7 separate regions of the Mus musculus genome follow, and regions 1, 3, 4, 5, 6 and 7 are each linked to region 2. Evidence: chromatin contacts called from public HiChIP or PLAC-seq and promoter capture Hi-C data. All regions are on one chromosome and are shown on one strand. Each heading gives the region's core, a stretch centred on a gene start, on an enhancer-like site or on the middle of the called end of the contact. The rest is flanking DNA. Distances are from core to core; before and after follow the strand shown. Region 1 overlaps Col28a1 (collagen, type XXVIII, alpha 1). Region 2 holds the start of Ica1 (islet cell autoantigen 1). Region 3 overlaps Col28a1 (collagen, type XXVIII, alpha 1). Region 4 has its middle 38 kb from the start of C1galt1. Region 5 overlaps C1galt1 (core 1 synthase, glycoprotein-N-acetylgalactosamine 3-beta-galactosyltransferase, 1). Region 6 overlaps Col28a1 (collagen, type XXVIII, alpha 1). Region 7 overlaps Col28a1 (collagen, type XXVIII, alpha 1).

What was found. Promoter capture Hi-C pulls out the DNA fragments that hold promoters and counts their contacts. HiChIP or PLAC-seq counts read pairs in DNA pulled down with a chosen protein or histone mark.
Region 1: an H3K4me3 HiChIP or PLAC-seq map of stem cell-derived neural progenitor cells shows a contact between it and region 2, with 4 times the contacts expected there. The contact joins the enhancer-like site here to the promoter of Ica1 in region 2. A contact is called at or near these places in 6 of 115 datasets of contacts at active chromatin or transcription factors (embryonic forebrain, embryonic limb bud, embryonic midbrain and 3 more) and 2 of 9 other capture datasets (adipose tissue and liver).
Region 3: a FOXA1 HiChIP or PLAC-seq map of pancreatic cancer cells shows a contact between it and region 2. The contact joins the enhancer-like site here to the promoter of Ica1 in region 2. A contact is called at or near these places in 8 of 39 promoter capture datasets (the C10 cell line, embryonic stem cells, hematopoietic stem and progenitor cells and 4 more), 3 of 115 datasets of contacts at active chromatin or transcription factors (the 230-238 cell line, bone marrow-derived macrophages and pancreatic cancer cells) and 4 of 9 other capture datasets (adipose tissue, embryonic stem cells, liver and 1 more).
Region 4: a contact with region 2 is called in a promoter capture Hi-C map of liver, with 2.6 times the contacts expected there. The contact joins the enhancer-like site here to the promoter of Ica1 in region 2. A contact is called at or near these places in 9 of 39 promoter capture datasets (the 3T3-L1 cell line, cranial neural crest, embryonic stem cells and 5 more), 2 of 115 datasets of contacts at active chromatin or transcription factors (embryonic forebrain and stem cell-derived neural progenitor cells) and 1 of 9 other capture datasets (liver).
Region 5: a promoter capture Hi-C map of the C10 cell line shows a contact between it and region 2, with 5 times the contacts expected there. The contact joins the enhancer-like site here to the promoter of Ica1 in region 2. A contact is called at or near these places in 10 of 39 promoter capture datasets (the C10 cell line, cranial neural crest, hippocampal neurons and 6 more), 5 of 115 datasets of contacts at active chromatin or transcription factors (embryonic hindbrain, extraembryonic endoderm stem cells, forebrain and 2 more) and 1 of 9 other capture datasets (embryonic stem cells).
Region 6: a contact with region 2 is called in a promoter capture Hi-C map of embryonic stem cells, with 4 times the contacts expected there. The contact joins the enhancer-like site here to the promoter of Ica1 in region 2. A contact is called at or near these places in 10 of 39 promoter capture datasets (3T3-L1-derived adipocytes, the C10 cell line, cranial neural crest and 4 more) and 2 of 9 other capture datasets (liver and macrophages).
Region 7: a promoter capture Hi-C map of maxillary cranial neural crest shows a contact between it and region 2, with 3 times the contacts expected there. The contact joins the enhancer-like site here to the promoter of Ica1 in region 2. A contact is called at or near these places in 11 of 39 promoter capture datasets (the 3T3-L1 cell line, 3T3-L1-derived adipocytes, the C10 cell line and 7 more), 1 of 15 datasets of contacts at CTCF or cohesin (the NIH/3T3 cell line), 5 of 115 datasets of contacts at active chromatin or transcription factors (the 230-238 cell line, bone marrow-derived macrophages, embryonic forebrain and 1 more) and 2 of 9 other capture datasets (embryonic stem cells and liver).

Annotation. Positions count from the first base shown.
Region 1 is chr6:8,027,837-8,031,452 of GRCm38.p6, reverse strand. All of the region lies in intron 27 of Col28a1 (collagen, type XXVIII, alpha 1), which reads left to right. Among named protein-coding and RNA genes, the nearest start is that of Gm35384, 30 kb to the right of the region's middle. Within about 2 kb of position 1,997, at least 15 of the 459 cell types and tissues checked have an H3K27ac peak or open chromatin away from gene starts, as enhancers often do. A contact at or near this core is called in liver and stem cell-derived neural progenitor cells, where this site is marked.
Region 2 is chr6:8,776,832-8,780,528 of GRCm38.p6, reverse strand. Ica1 (islet cell autoantigen 1) reads left to right here and starts at 2,045. Exons shown (of 14, transcript NM_010492.3): 1 at 2,045-2,457.
Region 3 is chr6:8,104,508-8,108,531 of GRCm38.p6, reverse strand. Col28a1 (collagen, type XXVIII, alpha 1) reads left to right here. Exons shown (of 35, transcript NM_001037865.1): 14 at 1,869-1,937. Among named protein-coding and RNA genes, the nearest start is that of Col28a1, 86 kb to the left of the region's middle. Within about 2 kb of position 2,476, at least 41 of the 459 cell types and tissues checked have an H3K27ac peak or open chromatin away from gene starts, as enhancers often do. A contact at or near this core is called in adipose tissue, hematopoietic stem and progenitor cells and pancreatic cancer cells, where this site is marked.
Region 4 is chr6:7,880,921-7,884,898 of GRCm38.p6, reverse strand. No RefSeq gene overlaps it. Among named protein-coding and RNA genes, the nearest start is that of C1galt1, 38 kb to the right of the region's middle. Within about 2 kb of position 2,213, at least 20 of the 459 cell types and tissues checked have an H3K27ac peak or open chromatin away from gene starts, as enhancers often do. A contact at or near this core is called in liver, where this site is marked.
Region 5 is chr6:7,861,685-7,865,483 of GRCm38.p6, reverse strand. It overlaps C1galt1 (core 1 synthase, glycoprotein-N-acetylgalactosamine 3-beta-galactosyltransferase, 1), which reads right to left. Exons shown (of 4, transcript NM_052993.3): 2 at 1,343-1,579. The coding sequence starts at 1,562. Among named protein-coding and RNA genes, the nearest start is that of C1galt1, 18 kb to the right of the region's middle. Within about 2 kb of position 1,988, at least 5 of the 459 cell types and tissues checked have an H3K27ac peak or open chromatin away from gene starts, as enhancers often do.
Region 6 is chr6:8,146,135-8,150,001 of GRCm38.p6, reverse strand. All of the region lies in intron 11 of Col28a1 (collagen, type XXVIII, alpha 1), which reads left to right. Among named protein-coding and RNA genes, the nearest start is that of Col28a1, 45 kb to the left of the region's middle. Within about 2 kb of position 1,606, at least 6 of the 459 cell types and tissues checked have an H3K27ac peak or open chromatin away from gene starts, as enhancers often do.
Region 7 is chr6:8,075,745-8,079,323 of GRCm38.p6, reverse strand. Col28a1 (collagen, type XXVIII, alpha 1) reads left to right here. Exons shown (of 35, transcript NM_001037865.1): 24 at 3,420-3,488. Among named protein-coding and RNA genes, the nearest start is that of Gm35384, 78 kb to the right of the region's middle. Within about 2 kb of position 1,658, at least 10 of the 459 cell types and tissues checked have an H3K27ac peak or open chromatin away from gene starts, as enhancers often do.

The sequences.
Region 1 (3,616 bases), core at 748-3,247, 750 kb after region 2:
TTATGCTTGACACAGCAAACATCTTAACTACTAAGCCCTCTCCTCAGCCCTAAGGGTACTTCCCTTTTAGTCATCCTTAAAACTTTTATGTTTGTGGATTTCCCCCATGTTCTATACCTTTATATTATTGGCTGCATTATTATTTGCATCAACACCAAGATAAGACTAATTCATCAGACTGTAACATGTCAGTGGGATAGCAGTAAATGATGGGAATTTTTCATCTCTCATAATCTTCTGGGACCACAACTGTATATATACATGGCTGTTTGTTTAATGAAATTTTATTATACAGCACATGATCAGATAATTTAAATATATATATATATATGTATATATATATATACATATATATATACTTAAATATATATGTATATATATATATGTATATACTACATTCTAGAGTATAAAGTGAGTTGTCTAAGTATAGTAGTGATATTGTCTAAGTAGAAATTACAGGTAACATAGCAACCACATTATATTACTTTTACGGGAATAAGATAAAAGTCACCATGGTAATGAATCAAAAAGACGTCCATGTCCTTATCTCTAGAATGTGAATTTATTACCTTATAGCAGAAGGAAATTAGAAATAGGGGGTATTCCATGTTATCTGGATGGACCCTAAAAGTCATCTCAAGGAAGAGGGAGTTGGAGGGAGATAGACTCTGGTAGGAGAGATGTGTTGATAGAAACAGCCCAGAGTGGAGGAGAATCGAGAAAACCCATAGAAGACAGGAAGGACTAGAATTTGAAATAGTAAAGGTAATGTATTTTGTTTTTAGAGCCTCTGGAGAAAATGTGGTCTTTCTTCACCTTGGAAACTGATTTCAGATTTCTTTTTTTTTTATTATTACGTATTTTCCTCAATTACATTTGATTTCAGATTTCTAACTCCTACAATTGTGAGGTAATGAATAAGTAGTGTTTAAACTTCTACATTTGAGGTAATTCATCATAGTAGCCTCAGGAAAGGAATACAGCCATCAATACTAATGTCAGCAGCGTCATGGTCCAGCTCCTGGACGTTCCCATGGGAGCTGTCCTGAAAACTCACACTGTATGTGGCTGACATCTCTTGGCACTACACTGAGACCATGAAGAATGAAGTGCACATAGTAAAGGTGTTAGATTATTGTTGGGAACAGACTCAAAATCGGCCATGGAATCCGTAAAAGTAAATGATTTCCTTGTCTGTCACCAAAGACAATGCAACCAGATCACTCTGAATGGGAATTGAATATAATGAAGCCATATTTTGTTCCATTCAACCCTTTGGGATTTTATTCTGGCCCAGTACTAGAAGTTCTGTGACTCTACTCCCACAAATGTTTGCTTGATAGCATATAACTTACTCATTGACTCTATACCTAAGCAAGTGGGCTATTTTATCAAACATACATTAGGCTGTCTTAGCCCCCATTAGAGAGTGTTAACAACAAAATGGGACATTGAAAGGAACCCAGCACCAGAAGGGGGAGGGATCTTAAGAAACTGAAAGCAGTTGATTATCGGGTTAGAGAGGGAAAAACTGCCTGGGCTGCTTCTCAGTGCCAAGCTAGAACCGAGGAGTAGAAAGCAAAGGAGCCTTTGTTTGGAGGGGCTGTCAGCTTGGATTTTGGAAACAGAGTTACTGTTAAAACTATTGCAAAATCTGTGGTAGCTTGAGAGAATTGTTAAAACCTGACTTTTATCCCCCCATGCATTTGTCCCTGGGACTATTAAGAAGTTATAGAGAAACATAGATTTATTATTTGCTCATTGGGAAGCAAGAAATGGCCATGGCTACGGCAGATTGTTATGGTCAGGAAATCGATGCCCAAGTAGCAGCCCAACCTGATTTTCTAGATAACAGCCTTCTATTGATATGGACAATGTCATGTACTGCCAAGGCTGATAAAAATGGAAAATTTCCTTCACATGTGAACTAGCTGTACCCACAAAGCAGTATAAAGTGGTTCCTGGCCTGCAGGCAAAACACTGGAAGACTATTCAGGCTGGTCACTAGTCTGATCAATTCTACCGTTTACCCACTGAATCAACATCTTAGTACAATGCTGGCTTCTTTATTCCAGCTGGCAGAAAGTTTTCAACATTTACAATGCTTTCCCCCGAGTTTTTAATTAGTAATAGTGTTATCAGAAAACAGGAGGCAAAGTAGAAAAGAAACAGAGGAAAGAATGATACATTAAATAAAACAATATTTTGATATTGTCGGACCATTGAGGTTTGAACATTTTCATACGGTTGTACAATTGCCTACAACTTGAAAAACAAACAAGCAAAGACCAGGAAGCTGTACACAGGCAAATTATTTCCTCTCTCAACTCCTCTAGGTGCTCTCAGCCTAGGAAGTGACCATTGGCCCTCAGGTGAATGCTAGCTGGGGTCTGCACTGAGCTTCACTATGTAAACTGCGTCTCCAGGGTTCTCAGACAAGGCTACCCTCTTGTCAGAGAAGAAGGTTATGTTTGAACTAGACTTTCTGGCTCTGGTTTGCCTTATTGATTTTAGCCCATTCTCTTTTAGTGAGTGATAGAAAATGCCCAGTGGGAGAACAGCTCAATAGCAAAATGACAAAGGTGGAGTCGAGATAAAAATAAACCCGAGACTGTCCATGGTCTCTCTGAACCTAGCCTGGTTCAGGTTGGCCTTTCTCCCCTACCTTTCACTTTGCAGGGGCAGCAGCCCCGAGCCAAACTTCTAGAATAGCTTGATCCATTTTCCTTTTCATAATGGACTTTTTAGTTACCTTTTCTAAATATGAAATTAATATCCCTTCTTAGAGATAAAAATCTGTTTTATAAATAAAGACATTGTTGTTACATGTGTGGTAACAGAGAAAACGTGGGTGGCAAGAACTGAAACAGAAAGGTCAAGTGGGAGTCAGAAACTCCCTTCATTGAAGTATAGCTTCGTGTCCCACGTCTCCTGTCTCCTAACATTTACTTTTTGCCGAGGTGGGAGTCTTAATCTGGCGGTAGATAACTGCACTGGGCGTATAAACAATTGTGTTCACCTGGGATAATGCTACTGCTTGTTTCAACAGTTGAACTGGAGGGTATATGGCTGTAAAGCGCAGGGACAGTAAAAGGTTTTAATAATGGTCAAACTCTCCTGAATCCAAAGGGCAGAAATGCCCTCAAGAAATTTGGACTGCAAGTTGCGAAGGTGGATCAGTGGACATAGTGCTTGCTTTGTAAGCATAATGGCCTCGACTTGATTTCCAGTGCTAAGAGGCAGAACCAGGAGGCTCCCTGGGACTCACTGACCAGGTAGCCTAGCCTGATGATATAACACCAGGCCAAAGAGAGACATAGATTAAAAAAAAAATGCCTAGCACACCCAAGGAACAGCAGCACTCTGGCTTCTACAGGCATCTGAACTTACATGCACACTTATCTGTATACACACACACACACACACACACACACCACATGAAATCCATGTGTTGAACTCTGTTGTCTTTGGGGATTTATTTAACATGTGGGTTCTCAAACTCTGGGTAACTGTCATACCTGTGTGCTCGGCTGCTCCACTAAGGATAGATGACATCTCTGTGAGCTTGGTTATTCTCTCACTCAACCATTCATCTGTTCATGAATTTCATATACTG
Region 2 (3,697 bases), core at 796-3,295:
GGGAGTATTTCCTATGAAGAAGTTCATTGTTCTGTTCACCTCTGAATCTGCATTTTGATTCTAATTTCAGATCCCACCATCCAGTAACCATCCTTTTTTTGGTCCCAATTTTCACTGGCGCCTTGAACACGCTCTGCAAGATGAAGCAACAGATCACCTAGAAACTAATGGAAGTGTTGTAAAAAGAGAGAAATTTTTACTTTTTTATATTGATTTCTGTTATGTGGATGTTTTGCTTGCATGTATGTTTGTGTACTCTGGTGCCCATGCAGGTCAAAAGAAGGTGTTGGATCCCCTGGAACTAGAGCTATGGATGGCTACAAGCCCCCATGTGGGCACTGGGAATTGAAACCAGGTCCTCTGGAAGAGTAGCCAGTGATCTTAACTTGTGAGCCATCTCTCCAGTCCAGGAGGAGAGAATTTTTTTAGTGGAAAGGTAAAAGTACCCTGGGGTGATGTAGGATGAGCAGAACTATTTTCTTCCTCAAATCCTATCCTAAGCACTAGAACAAGGCTGGAGGTGAAGAAAAGTCACTTAAAGCTATGCATGGGAGGACATCCTATCATCTAACCATTCAGCATCCATCCCAGGCAGGAGGATCTCTGGTTCCAGTCCAACTTGGGCTACACAACTAGAACATGCCTCAAAAAAACAAATTAAATAAATGAATAAGACATCACTTAAGGTGTGCTCTTAAAGTCTCTGGGAGCTAGGGGGATTCTGTTCACACTGGCCAGACCCTGCTTTCATCCTGTGGGTTCTTCGATGGCAGGTACTGTCTTTGAAGGCTAAACTCAGCCTCTGTGACTGACAGGCTCTCAGACTTCTGGCCAAGGTGTCTGCCTTAGCCCTTAAATGGTTCTGTAAATCTACTTCTTTGTTCTTTCCAGAGCTTAGGTCCCAGTGAACTATGCTTCTAGGGGACACTTTCAACACATCAGACACTGGCTTTCTTATAAAAAAAAAAAAATGCATTTGCCTCAAAACCAATCTTTGATAAGTGAGTGGAATTCTTATATTTTCATGTAATTAATAAATTGCGACTGGTATGAAGACTGGTATGAGTCAAGGGAAATTTGGCCCTTCAGCGTACCTCTGATGTTAGAAGAAATTAGCATTTCTTTCTATGTTTGGACACTTTTCTTACTTTGCTTTCCTAGGGACCAAGCCCAGGGCTTTGTGCATGCTAGGTAAGTGTTCAGCCACTGAGTTATCCCTAACCATGCTTTAAACCCCACTCTCTCCTCAGGTTAAATCTTGGTTCAGACAACCCTAGGTTCAACCCTGGTTCTTCACTACTGAGCCATGCCAAGGCTATCAGATCCACCAGTCTTCCGTAGGGAACTCTGAGCTACGGTATCTTCACCCTTAAAACGGGGATAATTTTAACCACCATATTGGGCCATCAAAAAATTCAGTGTGAAGGACACAGTATTGGTTTGGCACCCAGGAAACAACCCTTTTATGTTAGCTGTGGATTTCTGGCTTGTTTGCATTATTACTAAGTAATTTTTCTTTCCACCTACTAGCTGTTCCTAGCAGTGATCATTCAACAAACTTCTCTATGACATCGAAGGAGGGGTGAGCCCAGTATCTCTATCAGTATAGACAGCATTGGGAACCATTATTTGATATCCCTCTCCTGTGATATGCAAGGTACTCCAGAAACTGAGGTTTGTGTTTTGTGACAAAGGATAAGAAGAGATGAAACACTGTCTAAAGTAAGTATAGGTGACTGATATGGCATATGGATATTAAAAAAAAGTGTGTAAATACATACCCAGCTGTTTTCTTAACACTGCCTTTTTAGCCTTTAAGCCCAAATTTGGACTCCAGATGCAAACCTACTTGTTTTGGCACTGACCTCACGAAATCTCCTGTCCATTCAAGTAACCAAACTCTATAAAGTAGCACGCACCCTTTACACAAACCGAGGAAGGAACTCTGAGGTGTTCTAGGCGTCAGCCACCTGTAGACAGGTCATTGTGACGCGAACGCTATGGACACGTGGAACACCTGCTAGGGAGCAGGGGCGGGGTCATCTCTGGCAGCAGGTCCAAACGCCAGATACCCTAGACATGGGGGTCACGGGAAAACCCCAGGGAGTAGAGAGAGGGACACTCGGTCCTCTCATCCTTGATCCGCCCCAAACCAGGTGAGACCACCGCCCTCCCCCACCAGGATCCCTGGGTCCTGCAGAGAGTGGCCGCTGTCCCCGCAGGAAGGGAGGCGGCGGGTTCTGGCGGAGGGGAGGGCGCCGGCTCGGGCCGCCGCGCTGCGCTGCGGCGCGCACCGGCTCCGCGTTGCTATTCCGGCTGGCGGCGGCCGCTGCAGGAAGGACCGCTTCCTGCGCTCCCCGCCCCTTCCCTCGCCAGTGCTGACGCTGACGTCGGCGCAGGGAGCTGGAGGGACGCTAGGATCTCCGCCGGGAGGCTCCTGGGGGCCGGAGCACCAAGGTACCTGCCCTCCAGGGCCGGGGCGGGGGCGGGCCGGGCGGGCTGCATGCTGCAGTGGGAGACGCCCGGGTGGCCGGGTGGTCGGGGGCGCCAAGCCAAGGCCGCCTCTACTGCCCTTTGCGGGCTACGGGTTCCAGGCGGGTCACCTCATCCACACACCCACCCCCCCATCGGGTGCGGGAGGAGCATCATCCTCTTCCCTCCCGCAGATCCTCCCTCGGGCCTGGATGTGTGGAGGATGCGCGCGCCCTAGGAGCGTGCGTCAGCCCCCAGGGAGCGGGAGGGAAACCAGAGAGCACCTGCGCCCATACCCAAGCCGGTGCTGGCCTACCCTTCCCTTCCTCCCAGGTCCCCTCTGGACTGGGATTTTCGTCTAGAGCTGACTTGTTGACAAGTTCACCTGCAGCGGTATCTGACGTTTACTTTTGCCGTTCCTCCTATGCTAGTCTTTGGCAGGGACTGCTAAGAGCCGATGGGTACCTTTTTTGTAATGACTGGTGCCAGGAGGCCTGTGGTTGGCCCCTGCGGGCTAGGAAGAGTCACTGAGCACGCCACGTTCTTGCAAACCCTGGCACGCGGGGTTTCTTTGGGTGCTGCGCTGCTGACTCCGCCTTTCCTGGCCCAGGCTTGATGCAGCTCCTGTTTCCTCTGAAAGTAATATCCTGTTATGCCAGTCTTTCTCCCAAGCGGCTCCCCCGTTAACCTTCACACTATCTTTTGACTTGTAGGGTTCCAAAGCCTCTGAACCACTCTTTGGAGCCTTTAACGTGCCATATCCGTGAATAACGTTTGGGGTCTTTTGGTGGGCATTAAGGTCTAGAAATGAGACTATATTCTCCATTTTTAGATAGCATTGAATCTAGCACAAGAAGGGTTTATCCATCAACCTGAGCAGCTGCTAACTAAACATTCCATGGACCTGGAAAAGACATCACCAGCTGGTTTGAAAATGGTTATGAATGGAGGAAGACACATGGAGTATTTGCTGACCATTATGGTTCTTTAAGCGATAACTTACTGCATGTGTGAGTGTTTATATCGGCAGTCTCTCAGATTGGCTCCCATGATCCTCTGGTTTAAATCTGACATCTTGACCGCTCAGAAGTTAGGGAATAAAATAGGACACGATTATGAAATTCACACTCCAAAATGTTTCTTACCCTTTGTTCAACACACACATACACACCACACACACACACACATACACACACCACCATACACACACACACCACACACACAC
Region 3 (4,024 bases), core at 1,227-3,726, 670 kb after region 2:
TGCACCTGAGATTCTCTCTTCCATCTCTTGTATTCTGTTGCTGATGCTCGAGTCTATGGTTCCAGATTTTTTTCCTATGGTTTCTATCTCCAGTGTTGCCTCACTTTGGGTTTTCTTAATTGTGTCTACTCCCCTTTTTAGGTCTTGGAAGGTTTTATTCAATTCCATCACCTGTTTGGTCGTGTTTTCCTGTAATTCTTTATGGGATTTTTGTGCTTCCTCTTTAAAATCTACCTGTTTAGCAGTGTTCTCCTGTATTTCTTTGAGTGAGTTATTAAAGTCCTTCTTGATGTCCTCTGCCATCATCATGAGATATGCTTTTAAATCCAGGTCTAGCTTTTTGGGTGTGTTGGGGTGCCCTGGTCTGGGCGAGGTGGGAGTGCTGGGTTCTGGTGATGGTGAGTGGTCTTTGTTTCTGTTAGTAAGATTCTTACATTTACCTTTCGCCATCTGCTAATCTCTGGAGTTAGTTGATTTAGTTGTCTCTGGTTAGAGCTTGTTCCTCAGGTGATTCTGTTAGACTCTATCAGCAGACCTGGGAGACTAGCTCTCTCCTCTGAGTTTCAGTGGTCAGAGCACTCTCTGCAGGCAAGCTCTCCTCTTACAGGGAAGGTGCACAGATATCTGGTGTTAGAACCTCCCTCCTGGCCGAAGATGAAGCCCCAAAACAGGATCTGTCCCAAAGCTGAGTTGCTTAGGCCTGTCCCAGAACCTGTTAGCTTCTGTATTCTACACTCTCACCTGTGGAGAATACTCTTGGAGGAGTCCTGGAACCAAGATGTTTGCTGCCGATGCTCAGGCAAAGCGCTCCTGGGCCGGGCGGACCCCTATCCTCTGGCCGAGAAAGTGGCCAGATGTCTGGAGCCTGAAAAGGGGCCTTAGAAGCTCTGTGGCTCCCGCCTGTCCCAGAAGCTGTTAGCTTCTGTATTCTACACCCTCACCTGTGCAGAATACTCTCGGTGGAGTCCTGGAACCAAGATGTCTGCTGCGGATGCTCAGGCAAAGTGCTCCCGGGTTCGGGCCGCATGTGAATGCTCTTATGGAGACTCTAGTTCAGTTCCCACCACTGACGTCAAATGTCTCACGACTGCCTATAACATCAACTCCAGGAAATCCCTGCCCGCTTCACACACATACTAAAATAAAATGCCCAGTTTTGATATAAGCCCTGTCTTTTGGTTTTTAAGTTTTTGGTGAGTGGGTTTTCTGCCATCTCACTTTGCCCTGCACTTATACTGTTTTCTTTCTACCCATGTGAGAAGTCCTCACCACTCCTAGTACCTTCCTGAAAGGAGCCTCAAGGACTTCTTAAAACCATGGAGACTAAATGTCATATCCCCCCTTTAGTGATCTTGTGAAGATATATGACTTATGCATAAAATTTTCTCTGAATTCATCCAGCTCCAAAAATAACCAAGTGTATCAGGTCAAAGTGAGACAGAGGGAAACTGGTAATGCTTCCCATGAGCCCATGGAGAGCTTTCCCCGGGCTCTTCCAATATTTACTCAAATGAGTAAATCTCTCTGGGCCTTTCTCCAGACCACACAGTCCTGGGTTTCTTCTCTCATGGGGTGTATTTTCTTACCCTTATTCTGAAGTATCACCTATTTCAATTTTCCTCTTATTTGAAGACAGCTAGAAGCTTGTTTCCTGTTCAGACAGGAGGAATATTGAACCCAGTGAGAATCCTGTTACTTGCAGCTAATCAGTATGGATTGTACTCCAAGGATTCTTACTAAATGAAATGAGACCTCAATGCCGCCATGTCTGTGGGAACTGAAATTAACATTCTCTTCTGCCTACACCCCCCCAACTCCCATTCTCCTTCCTTTCTCTTCTATTTTACATTCTGTCCTTCCCTAACCAGGGTCCCCGTGGTCCTGAGGGAGCACCAGGAGAGCGGGGCCTACCAGGAGAAGGATTTCCTGGACCTAAGGTAACAAAAGCTTTTGAACTACTGGAAAAATACTTTGTCTAAAATGGCTGCGAAGTATAAGTCATTAGAAGCTAAGTGTGTTCCTGGCCACTCTCACCCTATTGAGTAAAACAATATGCAAATTTCCCCAGAACCTGAAAGCACATACACATGAAATTTACAATTATAAAATTAGTAATCAGCAGACTTGCATTCCACGTAATTACTATATGTTAATTAGAAAATTATCTTAGTTTATAAGCACTAAAGCCACATACATTTGGTTTTGGTCCAAAAGTTAAATTGCCGAGTGTAGCTATGGCAACCCTTGGCTCACAGCTTTATTTTACTAAACACAGATAAGAAGGAGAGTCTAACACCCCAGGTTTAATAGGATTGCCATAAACACTGTCAGAAAAATAATGTTAACACAAAGAACAAGACATTCTGAACGACCTGCCTTTGACCTGGAGTTGGGAAGCAGGCTTCCTACTGCTTTCTCTACTCAATGTGTTGGCAGTTCTTTCTGTAACTTCCCAAAATAGCAGGCACTTATGATCTATGAGCCATTGATAACGGTTTCAATGACTCAGCGCTGTTGTAGTCTGAAAATAGCCACAGACAATGTATAAACGATGGCTGTGGCAGACCAGTAAAACCATATTAACAGAAATAGGCAGTGGGGTCTGGTTAGTGGTCTATGGTTGGCCAACCCGTGGGCTGTAGTCTGCAGTGTATCTGCCAGAGGCCACATAGGAGATAATTTCCTAAGGTACTTAGGGCCCTATCAACAGAATTTTAGAACAAAACACATACTTGAAATCTTTATTCTAAAATCTTTCTATGAAGCATACATGTTGAGGTACACACACCATCCTGAGAGCCATATACTGCTCTCTGAGTGTTTAAGAACCTCTACAAGTGTCTTTTTAATACACTGAGGTCTGAGCTCCCATCTGTAGCCACATGATCTAGGCATCTCATTCTTACATTTTTCAACCATGACCAACATTTGGTACCAATGAACAGCCAGCCTACATTTAAAGAGAGGAAAGCAGTTAGCTAAAGCAATAGACACTAAATTGTAAGTGACTGTTGGGTTAAATTTTAAAATTTGTCTTTGTTAAATTTGTTATAACGTGAAAATAATGTGTTAGATAAAGTGACCTTGCAAATCAAATACCTTTGACTATCCAAAGAATCATTCTTAAGAACACAGGTCAATAGTTGTTTATTATTATATTTCAAAAAGTTATAATATATAGTTTCTTAAATATTTTGGTATCCAGTAGATTAGTATTTATGTCTAACATAAGCAATCTGGAAAATTCAATTATCTAGATTATTTCTCTTCATATTTGTGCATGTTAAAGCAGTGGTATGTGTGTGTGTGTGTGTGTGTGTGAGAGAGAGAGAGAGAGAGAGAGAGAGAGAGAGAGGATATTATATTCAATACAATACTAGAATACTAGAAAATATAATATTTCATAGCATGCCTCAATGACACGCCCAACATATTTGTATAGAATATAAAACTGATACAATGTGGGGCCTGGAGAGATCGCTTAGCAATTATGTGTACTAGCTGGTATTCCAGAGAACCCAAATTTGATTTCCAGAACTTGCATGGTAGGTCATGACCAAATTTAACTTCAGTTCTGGGGTGCTTGATGCCCTCTTCTGGCCTTTAATGGCATCGGGCATGAATGTGGTGGTATACAGACATACATGTAGGCAAATCACCACACATATGAAGCATGTTATGATAAACTCTGGAATATAAAAACCCAATATTTAAAGGCTCCTGACTTATCACGGAAATTACATTTATCTTCAGTGATGCTTTAGGACCGAGTATAAAAGGCTGCATTCTGGGTAACAATTGGGACACTTTATTTTCCCACTAGGCTATTAATGAGAGTTTTGTTTAGGTAGCTAATTTGCAATGATGGGAAATATGTGGTTACATTATGGTGTTTTGGTTTTATTTCTGTTTCAGTAATAAAATATCCTGACAAAAAGCAACTTACAGAACAAAGCTTCTTTTAGCTCAACATTTCAGGTTATAATACATCCTAGCAGGGAAGTAGCAGCAGGAGCTTGAGGGA
Region 4 (3,978 bases), core at 964-3,463, 900 kb after region 2:
AAAGTCTCTTGAGAGAAATAAGTTGCCCTTTTCTAAAATCTTTCCCTAAATTTCATAAGTTTAGAAGAGAGGAAGGAAAAAGTAAACATACAAAATCAAATACCTATGAGTAATGGAAGGAAACATGAGAATTGCTTTTCTGAGAATTCCATTCATAAGAACACTGAATTTCTACAAGTCCCACCCATTCCCCTCCCCCTCCACTGCCCTGGAGGTCTCGTCTTCTCTAATTACTGTTACACTTGTATACAACCTACTGAGTCCATTCTATGTTGGCTGTTTTAAGAGCACTTGGAATTGGCCAACCTATCAGGGGACTCGTCCCTAGAAGAGGCTGGTTCTCCGTCTCTTAGCATCCACTGACTGCCCATAGTAGGAGTTGGGCCTTGTGACGTTTCTCCATTCCTGCTAGTACACTGACTGATATGATCAGTGATCAGGTTTTATTTAGGCGGCCATATTGTTGAGAGCCATGGGTACAACATCTCTGTCATGTCTAGAGGATACTATCTTGTAGCTGGCTTTCTGGTCTTTTCGTTTTTATGATCTCTCTGTCCCCTGCCCCAACCATGCTCCCTGAGGGGTTAGGTGTAGGGGTTGTATTGTAGATGTACAAACTGGAGTTAGATAACTTACACTCAGTTAGTCTCCACAGTCTGACTAGTTGTGCGTCTCTGTAGTACCTTCCTTCTCCTATAAAAAGAAGCTTTTTTGATGAAGGAGGAGGGCTACACTTACCCAGGGGTATGTGTATAATACAGTCAGGCATTTTACTGACTTAAAAAACGGTAGTAGTTTCTCCTCTAGGGTCCCTGAGTTCTCCAGCCGTGGGTAGCATTTCCATTCATTTCCTGTCCCCTCCACTGCCCTAGGATTCGTAACCTCTTCTTTAGTTACTGTTACATATGTATACAACCTACTGAGCCAGCCCATTTTGTGTTGCCCTGTACACATAGTTTTAGGGCTGAACACCTGGAATTGGCAAACCTATCTAGGTTTACAGTACCAGGTCTGAACTATACTGGGTGGTTCTAAGTTCTATTAGACAGATGTTGGTTCCCCTCAAAAAAATAAGCACCATTATTACACCATTGGGGATATCTTACCTAGGTGGTCATTGTTGTGGTTCACAGGCTTAAAAGCTGGGTAGAACTACTGATTGCTTTTCTGTTTGTTTGTTTGTTTGTTTGTTTTTGATCTTTGGCAGCTTGGATAGCACCTTCTGGCGCTATGGGAGATAGACCTCAGGGAGGAGGCTCCCTGGGAGTCAGCACCAGCTAGATCCCTCCATATCTTGTGTCTAAAGTGTATGGTGGCATCAGCTATAGCATCTCACCTCCCCTTTTTCTTGTCTATATTCTCTTAATATAAATACAAGGCTTTTTGTATTTGTATTTGTGTGGAAGCTCAAATCTAAATTTTTTGAAGTAGAAAAACTGTTTGAGGGGGTCACTTCGGCCATAAAGAAGCTTTTGGGGCTAGACAACTCCATACATTTGGAAGAGAATAAAGTAGGAATTATATATTAGCCTCAAAACTTTCCTTAGAGTGACAGGATCTCGACATTCATTTCTATGAATTTATATATATATATATGTATATATATATATACACGTATATATATATATGTATATATATATGTATATATATATATATATACGTATATATATATATGTATATATATATGTATATATATATGTATATATATATATATATACACACATATACATATACACACACATATATATACATATATATACCATATTATATATACATATTTCATATTATTTATCATACAAAATGGAAAATAAGACATCCATATCTCACCCACACAGGGCACAACAACCCCCCTATATAATTTAAAAGCCAATCACTTAATTTTTTTCCCTGAGTACGGACAAAGGAGTCTGTAGAAGAGAGTAGAGCAGTGTGCTGAACAGAACTTTTGGAAAAGAACGGATTCAGAAAGGACACATGTCCACGAGTCAGCAGCATGGGGTTTCTCGGCTGAAGAGAGTCGGCCCGGAGGGGCAGCCACTGCCCAGACTGTTCTTTATCATTCCCAAGGGCTCCGGAGACACGTGCCTCAAATTGAACCCTTTAATGGCCGCTTGCCAGACCTTTTGCAATAAGCACTATTTATTTTCAGCCGCTGTAGAAACTTCCCACAAACTCGGAGACCTAAAACAACAGAAATGTATTTGCTCATAGTTCTGGAATTCGAAAACATGACATTAATGTGTTGGCACGGTCACACTGTCTCCAAATGTCTCTTTTGGCATCTAGTGGCTCTTAGCATTCCTTGGCTTGTGGGAGCTTTTCTTCACTTTGGACTCTGTGCACATACGGCCTTCACTGTTCCTATCGGTGTGACAACTGTCCTTCTCTCCTCTCTTGAGGGACATCAGAATTAACTCATTTTGAGAGCCTTAGTTAAATAGCCCAACAAATGGATGGAACTAGAAAATATCATCCTGAGTGAGGAAATCCAGACCCAAAAGGACGCATGCATGCATGGTATATACTCATTTATAAGTGGATATTAGCCATAAAGTACAGGATAACCATGCCATAATCAACAGACCCAATGAAGCCAAATGACAAGAAAGGCCCAAGGGAGGGTGGTTGAATCTTCCTTAGAAGGGAAAGTAAAATAGATGTAAGAAGTAAATGGGGGGGGGAGGGAACTGGCTGGGAGAGGAGATGTGGGGAGGATCTGGGTATAAGAGGGTTGTGGGGAGGGAGAGGGGGTCCTGATACTCCAATGTAAAGTGAATGAATAAATTTTTAAAAAGGTTTGTGGCAGCTACAGCATCCATGACTGAGGATCAGGAGTTCTTTTCTCATCTTAAACAGTCTTTACTATCAAAATATAATTAAAAACAAAACAAAATAAAAACTTTAAAACATGACAATTAATCCCCTACTAATTCTAATACCACCCATGTGTGTGGGAGGGGCACACACGTGTGTATGTGTATATTTTCACAAGTCTGGGTTCTGTAGTCAAGTTACAGTTTCCCTTTTAAATTTGTTATCTTTTGTTCCATGGCCTGTTTTATCTTTATGATTGCATTTTAGTAGTTAACAGGTTTATTCTTTTAGTTGGTTTCATAGTTTTATGACCATTTATTTAGCATATTCACTTCCTCTTTCTTGAGAGATGTACTTCAAAAAATTTCTAACTTCTGATAGCTCAAATCAATTAGGTCCTTCTTCTCCATCTTTAATTTTCTCATTTTTTTAAGTCAAGATTCATAATCATGTTCTGCTCTCTTTTTTGTACTGAAATAATCAATCAGCACACACTCTTTTGGCATTTGTCCACTCCTCTTGTTTTACATGGGCATCATCAATTGTCTTTCATAGTCGTTTCCCAACTCTTCTTGCTCGCCTTTAGGTTTGAGATCTAGTTTGGCTTTCCTAGGAGGTTGTTCTGGAAATCTCGAAAGGCAGTCTGTTATTCCTCCACGCACCCCTTCCTTCCTTCCTTCCTTCCTTCCTTCCTTCCTTCCTTCCTTCCTTCCTTCCTTCCTTCCAGAGATGAGACTTGGATCTGTTACTGTTACATCCCAGGCCATCTGCTCTCTAGGTCAATCTGCAGGTTCTCAAGAACTCTCTTTTAAATATAAGCATAAAAGTAAAATAGCGCTACCTACTCATTTAGACTACTGGGCTACTGTTGGGTATGCATAAGAGATCAGAAACTAGTTTTAGATAGTAAGATTTAGAGTTCTGTTGCTTGAATTTTATTTCTTGAACTTCAGTGTCTAACTTTTTTAAAAATAGTTGACCTCAACACTTACTGAATAGATTTACGGGTCCATTGGGGAGGAAAAAGCTACCAGGAAATATGTAAAGGGTAACACAATTTACTTTTGGGATGGTGGCTAATTTCTTGATTTACACTTTTCCATGTTTTGAGAAAACTAATACAAAGGAGACAGAATCATTTAAAACATTTTAAAAGAAAACATT
Region 5 (3,799 bases), core at 739-3,238, 910 kb after region 2:
CAGCACAATGTGAACAGCACAATGTGAACAGCACAATGTGAACAGCACAATGTGAACAGCACAATGTGAACAGCACAATGTGAACAGCACAATGTGAACAGCACTGGTTTAGAGGAAGGTACAACTAAAAGATCTAGACCAGTGCTTTTTAAAAACATACTTTTCTTCTCTGAAAGTTGTATACATTTATATAATGTACACTGGTCATCCCTATTCATCACTATGTTCTTCCAATCCCCCCTAGTGATAAACCTCTCTTGTCCCAACTTCATAACTACATGCCCTCTTTTCCACAAAAGCAGGACTACATTGTGTATTCCTAGCTGTCCTGGAACTTGCTCTGTAGACCAGGTTGGCCTCAAACTCACAGAGATCCGCCTGCCTCAGCCTTCTGCGTGCTGGGATTAACTGTATGTCCCACCACTGACTGGCTCCTCTTTTGTGTTTTTATTGTCATTAATAACTCAAATCCAATTAGTACTATTCATATGTCATAAATGTGTGGTCATATACCAAGGCTTTTAAAAATATATATAGCGAAGGAACATTCTTTATTTTCAATTGCTAGAGGCCTACCTATACTTCTATAAATCATTAGAAAGCACTCAGCTTTGGACTATATATAAGCCCTGCATCTCTATTTTTCTATCTATACAAAATTACTTTGCAAATTAGTATTTTATTCCTGATTCCAGCTTACTAAATCAGATGATATAATCTATAAGCAACAATTGGTAAGAGAGCTCTCACTAATCCTAGGGTACAACACTTTTAAATGTAATGGTCAACTAGCTGTTGTAACCTTGGTCCTGTGAAAGATGACCAATGAGGTACAGTTAAGTAGTTAACTGACTGGAAGAGAACAGAAGAAAAGGGGGGAAAGGCATGAAAGACTTTCCAAGCCATGGAGCACCAGGAACTGAGTCCAGAAGAGCTGCACTCTGCAGTCAGGGAGGAAGCAGCCTCTGCTTCTGGAACTATGGGATCAATCTTAGCCACACAGACACATCACACCCTGGACCAACAGCAAAAACTGGTATAGTACATGGAGGGAGACAAGACAGCTTTATCCCCACAGCTGGGCTATGACTGATCCTCTCACTGTATGCACATATATTTGATAGATATTTGTTACCTTTATGGATCACAAGATGTGGGTAATGCTAAAAATTACTCATCCCACTCTCTAATGTCTAAGCTTTTTCCTTTTTCTTCTCCCCACTCCCAGAACACGATTTTCTCATTTTCTCTCACTTTCACTTATTAGTTACCTCGTACTGGCCGTGAAATATGAACAAGACACATTTCTTACAAGTAAATCCTTCTGTAACACAGAGCCTACCTTTATGTTGGCTGGAATCTGCATTGAAGTTCATCTGTCCTTTGAGGTGACTGTGTCCATTGTCATCTGAATGCCTTGCATGAGGGTCATTGTGAAGCATGTTAGGCTGAATGGCAGCCTCTTCTCGCAACAAAATACTCAAGAGTTGAGAACATAAAAAAAACCCTATTGCTGATCCACAGAGGAAGACTAAAAAATTCAGCCAAGATTTAGAGGCCATTTCCTGGGAATGTATTTCTGTAAAAAAAGAAAAATTGTAATAATTATAAAATAATTAATAATAAAACAAATAATTTTATAATTAGTACCTGGTTATAAAATTACTAAGTGATCACATTATCACGAAGAAGTATTCTGAGGTTTAATTCCCTGTGGAAGTTAATCCCTTCTGTAAGACAATTTATCTAATAGTAGTCACTTCTCCTCATTTGTAAGTTTAACTCTTTGTGTTGTTCTAATGGCCCTCTGTGGACAATTACAAGCAAATGGAAGATGGACTCCCTATTATTGGCCCAGAGCCTGGGACCTACCTCTCATCAGGATTCCTCCATGAGCCAAGCTTGTTTGCCAGGACAAGTTCCATTCCTGGCTGTCAACTCTAGTGTTTTCACTTCTGTGCCAATCACTACTTACTCTATTCTTCAATGTGGAGTGAGCAAGCTCTGACAAGAACTAGAACTAAAAGGCTTCAGGCTTTGTCAGCTACAGACTGTCTCTGGTCTTTAAAAGCGTCAAAGTCGCATCTCCCTCTGCGTTGGGGGGCCTGACACGGGCTCCAGCTCCACCTGAGAAGCAGGTGGGGCCTATGGGTAGGGAGAGAAGTCTGAAGAGGATCTGTACTTCTGAGAGAAGACTCCAGAACAGCTGGCTGTCCTGAAGAAACACCGTGACATGACCTGGAGCAGCATGACAAGGAGACGGAGTTTGCACAGACAAACTGAGCAGCATAAGGTGAAAACCCCACACCATGGAGGTAAACTAAGCCATGCAGCCCCCTATGTCAATAGAAATATAATTACACTTGGTCTGTGTGCCATGAACGGATAATAACATCAACAGTTTTATAAATATCTGTGTATGTATGTGTATGTGTGTATGTATGTGTGTATGTGTGTGTATACACATGCCACCTAGCCAGGGGTGGGAAGAGAGTGGGCAGAGTCAGTGAACTTCTGGGATGTAGGTTCTTGGTTTTGCAAATGTAGTTTTATTTACGAACACCCATGTCCATTCCTGTGTATGATGACTGTACCTGGTTCTAAATCAGAGCTGAATAACTACAACAGAAGTAACTTGTCCAACAAAGCTTCACCTAGCCCTTTAATAGAAGTTTGCCAGCTCCTAGTCCAAATCCCTGTTTTGTGCAATTCTGGACGTAGACTCTGGATGTTCAAGGCTCTCACTGCTAACACACTGGCTCACTAAGCCCCAGTGCGTCTGTCTGTCATCAGATTCAGTATGGTGCCTGGAACAGTGGGGGCTCAAAGAATACTTGCTGACTACTTCACAACCAAGTTATTCTCTTTTTAACAGTTTGTTAACAATCAACCACATGGCAGTTATAAACCCGTATGATGTGGCCTTAAGTATATACATACTTCTCTAGGAGAAGTTCCAAAAATGCTAAGCACCTGCCATATGCTAGTGCACTTTCCATTCTCATAATGTGCATTTTACAAACAAGAAAACAGAAAGTATAAAAAGTCAAGCTGGGGAAATAGTTCATTATGAAGATCAAAGTGTAGACACTTAGCACCCATGAAACTTGTTATATGCAAGTACCTTTCCATTTCCTATAAAGGATTTGGCCATCTGTGGATTCTGGAGGAGCCCTAGAACCAATTTCCCACCAACAAGCTGGCAATTTTGACCATAAGCGCCTATAATTCTGACTGAGGGGTCTGATGGCCTTTCCTGGTCTGCATTCATACATCATCTACACGTGCGCGCACACACACACACACACTAAATTAAAAGTCAACAGGTAATATAGACTTTTCCATGACACTATTTCCAATACAATATAGTATAGCTATATTAGGCAGTATAAGGAATGTAAAGACAAGATAGAAAGGTATCTGCCTCTAACATCTCACATCTTCCCATGTCACATAAATGGTTAGCACAATTACAAAGCAGAGATGTGCACTCCTGTCTACCTGCTTAAGAAGTGGCAATGTTTCATCTGTTACATTCTTCGTTTGCAAGCAATCACCATTCATTCAACAGAAAGGACAACATGCATGTAGGGAGTCAGGAAGAAGAACTTAGAAGATGATTGGCAAAAGCCAATAATCACCAGTATCACAACCACAAACCTGAGAAAGCTCTAGCACTGTATTTATGGACTGCTTCACTGGGTTCACCAATACTTGTCATCAATGCAAATGAGAAAAGATGGACAAAGTATAACAGACTGTGAAGGTAGTAATAAAATAGTGAGATAGTGATAACTCC
Region 6 (3,867 bases), core at 357-2,856, 630 kb after region 2:
CACAAAATAGCAAAGACGATATAGTTCTTCTGTCTGGAAATAATGGTATATGAAATGGTGGTTTCTTCTCATATATTATTTTATTAAAAATATTTTAAAGAAATTGCTGTTGACGTGCCAAAAACCTGTATTTTCTAATGGACATGGGTAAGATTATTGATTCTCACACTTTTACAATCATGGATAACATTTATTGTACATTTCTTTTGTGACATATATAGTTCTTAATATGCTACTGCCAACATTGCCTTCTGAGGCATGATCTATTCTTATCACCATTATACAAATTAAGCTTCCAAGTTACCAAGATTGTAAGCAATAATGGTTTCAGGCCCTTTGATCCAGAAAACATCAGCACCTGGAGGGTAAAGTATGCATTTACCCATGATATGCAATTTACCCTCCTTCAGAAAAAAAATGCTTAATTCGACCTGAGACCAACGTGTTTCTCATAGACAGCATAGAAACTACACCTAAGTCCTCTTACAGTCCATTTTGTCTTTGAGAAACAGTTTGCTGGAAGGGTATTTCTGCTTGTTTGTAATGTTCAGTGAAGTCATAGGAAAGAAAAAATGAAATCGCTTGGAAAAAATAAAAGCCATTCTAACTGTATTTTCAAGCACTGCATCTCTAATAGACCAAAACAGAAATTCTATACTTAAAACATTCACAAAGATTCCGTGAGAGTTTCTAGATGGGGCCTGTCTTTGGCTTTGCATTTATGAATGGTCTCTCTCATGAACGACAATCACTGTTTGTTGTTCTGGGGTTGGATTTTCTTCATCAAAGGTCTCCTCACCCCAGAAAAGGTGGCCAAAGAACAAAAAGGAAAAAATAGCACATGCTAAATCAGGAAAAATGTGCCCCTGGCCCAGTTTCACTAATCACTGATGCCATTAATACTTTCCACATGGAAACTAACTCCTATTCTGCCCTGACTGCCCTTGTTGCCTTAGCAACAAAATACAGATATTTTTCAAAAGGAAGCCTTGGTTCAGAGACCTCTCAGGCTCTCCCACTCACAAGCATAATAGTTCTCAAAAGAACATCCCGACAATCTTTTAAATTATTAGAAGTATAATTATGGAAGTGCCCAAGAAACCTTCTTCTAGGACCAAACTGAACTTGTAATGCAAGAGAGACTTGAGCCCCATCAATCCAGAACCATAGACTTTTTCACAAGGCTGCTGCGGTTGGCCCAGGCTGCAACCACAGCCTGCTACCAACGGGCACCTCTGCTAGCCAGTTAGAATGGGTTAAGATTGGCAAGCCCTACAAATTTGTTCAGTAATAACTCTCAACCAACTAGCACAGTGGGTGATACAAAAACTAAACAGGCTGTTCTTGCCAGATCTTGAGACTTGTCTAAGGTTATTTTCAATGGACATTTCTTCCTCAAATCTCACGCACATCTATTCTTTCTAAAACTCTGCCTGAGGTGAAGGACTGCATTGTGGAATGTGTAGGAAGCTGCCTGTGACACCCACAGCAGAGCTCTGGGGGTCAGAGCCAGAAGAGGTGCTGACTACCCTGGTACCTTTCCCCCTCCCAACCCTCCCCCCAAAAAAGTACCACATGGCATTCCTCAAACCATTTACATTGTACTACTAGTACTGCATGCCATTCACTTTGTCTTCAGAAGCAACTGTCCTGCATATCCCACTTGGCACAGAATAGTCTCTATATTTGGATATCCACAAATATCTAGTACATTCACAATGTTTCCCAAAGGATTTTTTCTTTAGGGTTTTCTTCTTGCTCTTTACCTTTCAAGTAAAAGAAATACTTAGTACTCTTACATAAGAAATTTTGTCTTTACATTCAGGTTAGCTTCTGAGATGCTAAGAAAACCGAGAAATCAGGAATGGACAGTGAGCAGTGCAGGGAATTGAGTGACAGTCTGAAATAGACAAGGATATTATTCTTCTAATATTATAAATGGTACAGGGTAGTGTAGTATATATTAAAGTGTTCCTCATGCTTGGACAGTCTCCTCAAAGTCCTAAGAGGACATGGCATGTCTGACTTAGAGTCTTATGTTTTCTATAATATTTTAATATTTTTACTGAAGACACAGTAGTTTTAAAAATAAGTTAACTTTGGTTATTACTGAACACTTCACTTGGCTCAAAATTAGCTTAGTATCTCTAGGTTAACCTCGTAAACATGGCTAATATTTACAGTTGTGGTTTAAAAATGGATAAATACTATAATAAAAAAATTTAAAGAATTTTAGATTTCTCCTCAATCAAAAGTGGTGTGTAGATTTATTTTAAGGTCTTGAACAACTCATTGATTTCAACTACCTACCAACTATGGTTTGTAACATAATGTATAAAGTCATAACTTGGTGTGTGGTAAAGCTTATGTAGTGTCTACAATTCCTAGTGAAAATAATCAAAAGGGTTTTAGGATTCACAACTTTCTAAGCGCATTGGTGGTATTTTGGCCTTCACAGAAAGTAGTTTTAACACAGCACTTGAACATACTAATTTCAGCATTGCGCTTCCTGGCTCTCAGAGGGCTGATCAATCTGAACAGGGTTGTGATGTGTGGAGGAAGAAGCTCTTTGTCATACTGGCTAGACCCCCTAAGGACTGGACCACCAACCAAAGAGTACACATGGAGGGACCATGGCTCCAGCCACATCTGTGGCAGAGGATGATGGCCTTGTTGGGCATAAGTGGAAGGAGAGGTGCTTGGTCCTGAGGGGGTTCTATGCCCCAGTGTAGGGGAATGTGGGAAGGAGGGAGTAGATGGGGGGGGGAGTACCCTCATAGAGACAGGGTGAGGGGAGATGGGATGGAGATTCTGAAGGGGAGACCAGGAAATGGAATAATATTTGAAATGTAAATAAAGAAAATATCCAAAAATGAAAAAAAAATATGTTGAATGAAGAGTATTGGCCAAACTTTGTGACTCTTTTGCCTTCAGTGATGCAGAAGTCTAAATGTTGCTTCTGCTCCAAGCCTAATTGAAGGGGAAGAATAGCAATTCAGCAATTCCTGATGTGGAAAGAGCTTTGACTTGCATGAACATATGCTCACAAGGACTTTAAGAAAGCTTAATAATTCATCTGACATGAGCCAACTGACAGTGACAACTTGAAAGTGTTGTTAGGTAATGTAGAACTTCAGCCAATGACTTCAGGTCATATAATTTTCATGCTTATATCTCTTGATCTATGGTTCTATTTGCTGTGGCATACTGTGTATGTATATGTGCATGTGTGTCTACATAGTTAGAGCCTGTCAACACAGAAGCTCTCATGAACCAAAGAACCAAAACTTCTCAATATTTCCCAGGATATTTCTGAGTGTAACACATACTTCTAGTTAGATTGGGTACTAGGTGGAGAGACTCAGTCTTATGCACACAGGAATGCCATAGTTTTTATAATTACAGCAGTGTCATTAATTCAAGTACATTGCAATAGCAACTTTGTAGCAAGAAGTTAAGTCCATTCTCCCCCTCTTTTTTTACCCATCCACTCCTGCCTCCCCACCCTAGCATTCCCCTGCACTGGGACATCCAGGCTTCACAGGACCAAGGGCCTCACCTCCCACTGATGCCCTACAAGGCCATCCTCTGCTACATATGCAGCTGGAGCCATGAGTCCCTCCATGTGTACTCTTTGGTTGGTGGTTTAGTCCCTGGGAGCTGTGAGGGGTCTGGTTGGTTGGTATTGTTCTTTCTATGGGGTTGCAAACCCCTTCAGCTCCTTTAATCCTTTCTCTAACTCCTCCATTAGGGACCCCATGTTCAGTCCAATGGTTGGCTGTGAGCATCTGACTCTGTATTTGTCAGGCTCTGACAGAGCCTCTCAGGAGACAGCCATATCAGGCTCCTTTCAGCAAGTACTTATTG
Region 7 (3,579 bases), core at 409-2,908, 700 kb after region 2:
ATGACAGTCAGTGAGCCAAAGGAGTTAGGAGAAGGGTTGCAGTCCCAGTGTCCATCCTGAGGAAATGCTCCCAGTTACCTAATTTCCCCCAAGGAAACCTGACACTCGGAAGGGCTCCACCAACTTCTGGTACAGCCACAGGCTGGGCGCCATTCTTTGAACACATAGACCTTTGGGGGATGTTCAAGATCCAAGATATCCTGCTTATTAAGTTAATCATTTACTTACAGTATCTATCTGTTAATGAAATACACGCAAAGAGTCTATGTCCTTTGGAGGGGGAAGAAAAGGAATAAGCAACAGGTTTATTTTTCATATATTTAGGAAATATTAACTCTCATGATTGAGTGTTTGCTGACACAGTCAGTGTTAGAAAAACACTCTCTTTATATCAGCAGAGTCACAACTGCTCTGGTTTGCCCAAGACTGGGGTCCCTGTCACATAAAGCTTTCAGGACTAAGATTTTTTTAAATCCCACACAAGCTTGGTCAGGTTGGTTATCCCGCATCTGGGACCCTGGCTATGAAGTTGACTCAGGAAAATTGTCAAATTTCCCAGGTGAAACTACAGATGTTATCTTGTTCAGTTCATGTGGGGAGCGTTTCCATGTTGTTTGATGACTGGTTGTTCACACTCCATCTATGATTTATGCTATCTCTCCTTATTCTTCCACGTGCATGACAGTGGCAGTGTGCTGTTACATTCAGCCACACCTTTACCTGCTCATGATTGCCAGGCATTGAAGATGATTGTATTTAAAGATGCTTGCCTCTTTAGCCAAACGTTTCCCCCCTTTTGGACTTTAGTGGTATTCTTGATGCCATTCATTTCCAATGTAGTCATATTCACATTTTACAGGGTCACGTACACCTTTGAATGTATGATGGGAGGTTGGCACATTAATTCAATTTTACATGCCACATCAGTGAACTTTCAGGACCACCCTAATACACATTTCAAAATACCCCATCCCTTTTGTGTGTGTGTGTGTGCTGGTATGTGTTGAATGAGAGACAGGCCACAGTGAGTTTCTTCTGTAGGACATTTTCTTGAATCTAGTGAAGAACGGAAACATGGCAAAATTTGATTTATAAAAATGCCACGATGAAAATGAAAACCAACCCCTAGACTTGACCCAAGACACATCCTAGCTTCATTGTTCAGGGCTGTGACCAAATACCCGACAAGAAGCAATTTAAAGTAGGAAAGGTTTGGTTTAGTTCATGGTTCAGGAGACATCATAGTGGAGAAAGCATTCGGGCAGGAATTTTCTCACATCTTATCTAATCAGGAATCAGAGAAAGGAGAATGCTGGAGGTCTTATAGCCTTTTCCCTTTTTATTAAGTCCAGACCCCAGTCTATGGCATGGTCCCAACCCACTTTCAGAGCCAGTAATTTCTCCTTAGGCAAACTCTCTTGAACTCCCTCAAAGACAAACATAGAAGCCTGTCTCCCAGGTGATTCCTAATCTAGACAAATCAACAATGAGGAGAACCCATCGCACTTGTTAACATTAGCAGTAACCAAGTTACTGCAAACTCGGCAGGAGAGAAGGCAAAGCCCTGCAGGGAAAAGGTGTTTGTAATGTGTGTTAAGGGTGCCCTCCTCTGTGGTGAAGACCAGAAGTTAATCAGTTACAGCTGCTGGTGATATATCATCGGCTCAGCACAGAAATCAAAACCAGAACTGTATTCTTTTTCTTTTGAGCATAACCAGGGAGGAGCAGTTTCTCCTCTCTCTCTCTCTCTCTCTCTCTCTCTCTCTCTCTCTCTCTCTCTCTCTCTCTCTCTCTCTCTCTCTCTCTCTCTCTCTCTCTCCTCCCCCTCTCTCTCCCTCCCTCCCTCCACCCTCCCTCTCTCCCTCTTTCTTTCTTTCTTTCTTTCCTTCTTTTGTTCTTTTCTCTCTCTTTTGTTGGCCTTTTGCTTGTATCGTAAGCATGGGCAGAGATGGAGTCTTATTTGGGAAACAGTCTCATACATGAATGACCAGGCTTCTGTTAAATGTAGCTGGAATGGCTTAGAAAGCTGATTCTGAGCGTGTCCTCTTGTTGGGGATATATCAAATTCCCCTCACCTTGGTCTTGCTCCCTATTACACACACAACTTAAAAAAAATCATCTTGAGTTTGTGGGGGTAAATAGTGTACTCTGTCTCTGTGAGTGGCCAAATAGTTTCTAAGCTGATCCTTTGAGGCTAACCATATAAAACCAGCTGCTGTATTCATGGCTCTCAAATTAGATTTAACTTTCTTGGTGCTTAAAAGGTCTGCAGCTTTTATCCCTCCCTAGTCACTCATTTATTCATTCACTCATTCATTCATTTGTTCATTCATTCACTCATTGGCATAGAATTAGGATCAATGCAGAGCTGGATTGAGGGCAACGTTTGGGTAGAAATAATTAGTTTGATCTCAGTATTGTCTAGTGCATAAATAAAATATTTGAAGGTATCATTTGCCTTTCTATTGATGGAAAACAAAAGTTGGGGTGTTACTAGAATTTCCATCAATTGTAAAGTAATAATAAATAAACAATTTAAAGCACACACAACATTTTTTATCAAAGTAAACAATGTGCACAAAGGGTGTTAGTCATCACAGTAAAAAACAGTGTGTTGCAAAACAATAGTTTTAAAAACATGTTTAGTAAGTCTCTGAAATTAATACATATTCTAAAAGACTCTTCAAGTTCTTCTTCTTGTTTTCCTCTGTACCCATTTTACTCCAGCCAGTGATTCCTTGAGTTTTTATTTGTAACACAATAACATATTGCCTAAGGGACAATAATCTTTTCTCTCTCTCTCTCTCTCTCTCTCTCTCTCTCTCTCTCTCTCTCTCTCTCTCTCCTCTGTATCTGAGGTGAATGCCTGACAGTCAAAGTCATGGTGCCCAAGGTTAACAGCAAATAGTGAGGGGCCATCACTCTGCGACTTGGTCTTTTTGAACTCCATTGAGTGATTCAGCGCTCTGTAATGTAGGCACATGGAGGAACACAATAGATAGTACTTCTTGTGCTAGGCTTGTTATATTTGACAGTCTACACTCAAAATCTGCTTTGTAATCTTTTTTTTCTCCCCGCACATAGTGCTTCCTAAATTTTCTCATGTTTACAATTCTTCCTAATTTATATGTGTTTGTACATTTTTTAATTAAAATAATAACAATATCTGTTTCTCAATTCTTGTGACCCGTGTTTCCTATAGAAGTCTTTGTCCTGGTTCATACATTCCTTACTTTCCTGACACACATCTCGGTGACCTCAAATGACGGGAATTCTGAGGAAATAAGCAATCCCTAAATGTAGGAGGATATTTTTCTAAAATTTCCTTTGCCTTGTCAAATCAATCAATGTTTTATTGAATTAGTGTTTAGCTTAAGCATTGCTAGACGTACCATGACTTGGTATTTGGATTTTTACAGGGTGCCCAGGGTCCCCGAGGACCAGTGGGGGCTCCAGGACTCAAAGGTGATGGCTATCCTGGTGTGGCTGTAAGTGTAGATGTATCGTCTTTTCCATATAAATCATTTTAAGTGCATGCACATAAAATACATATAACTGAACTCTAGGATGATGATTCGA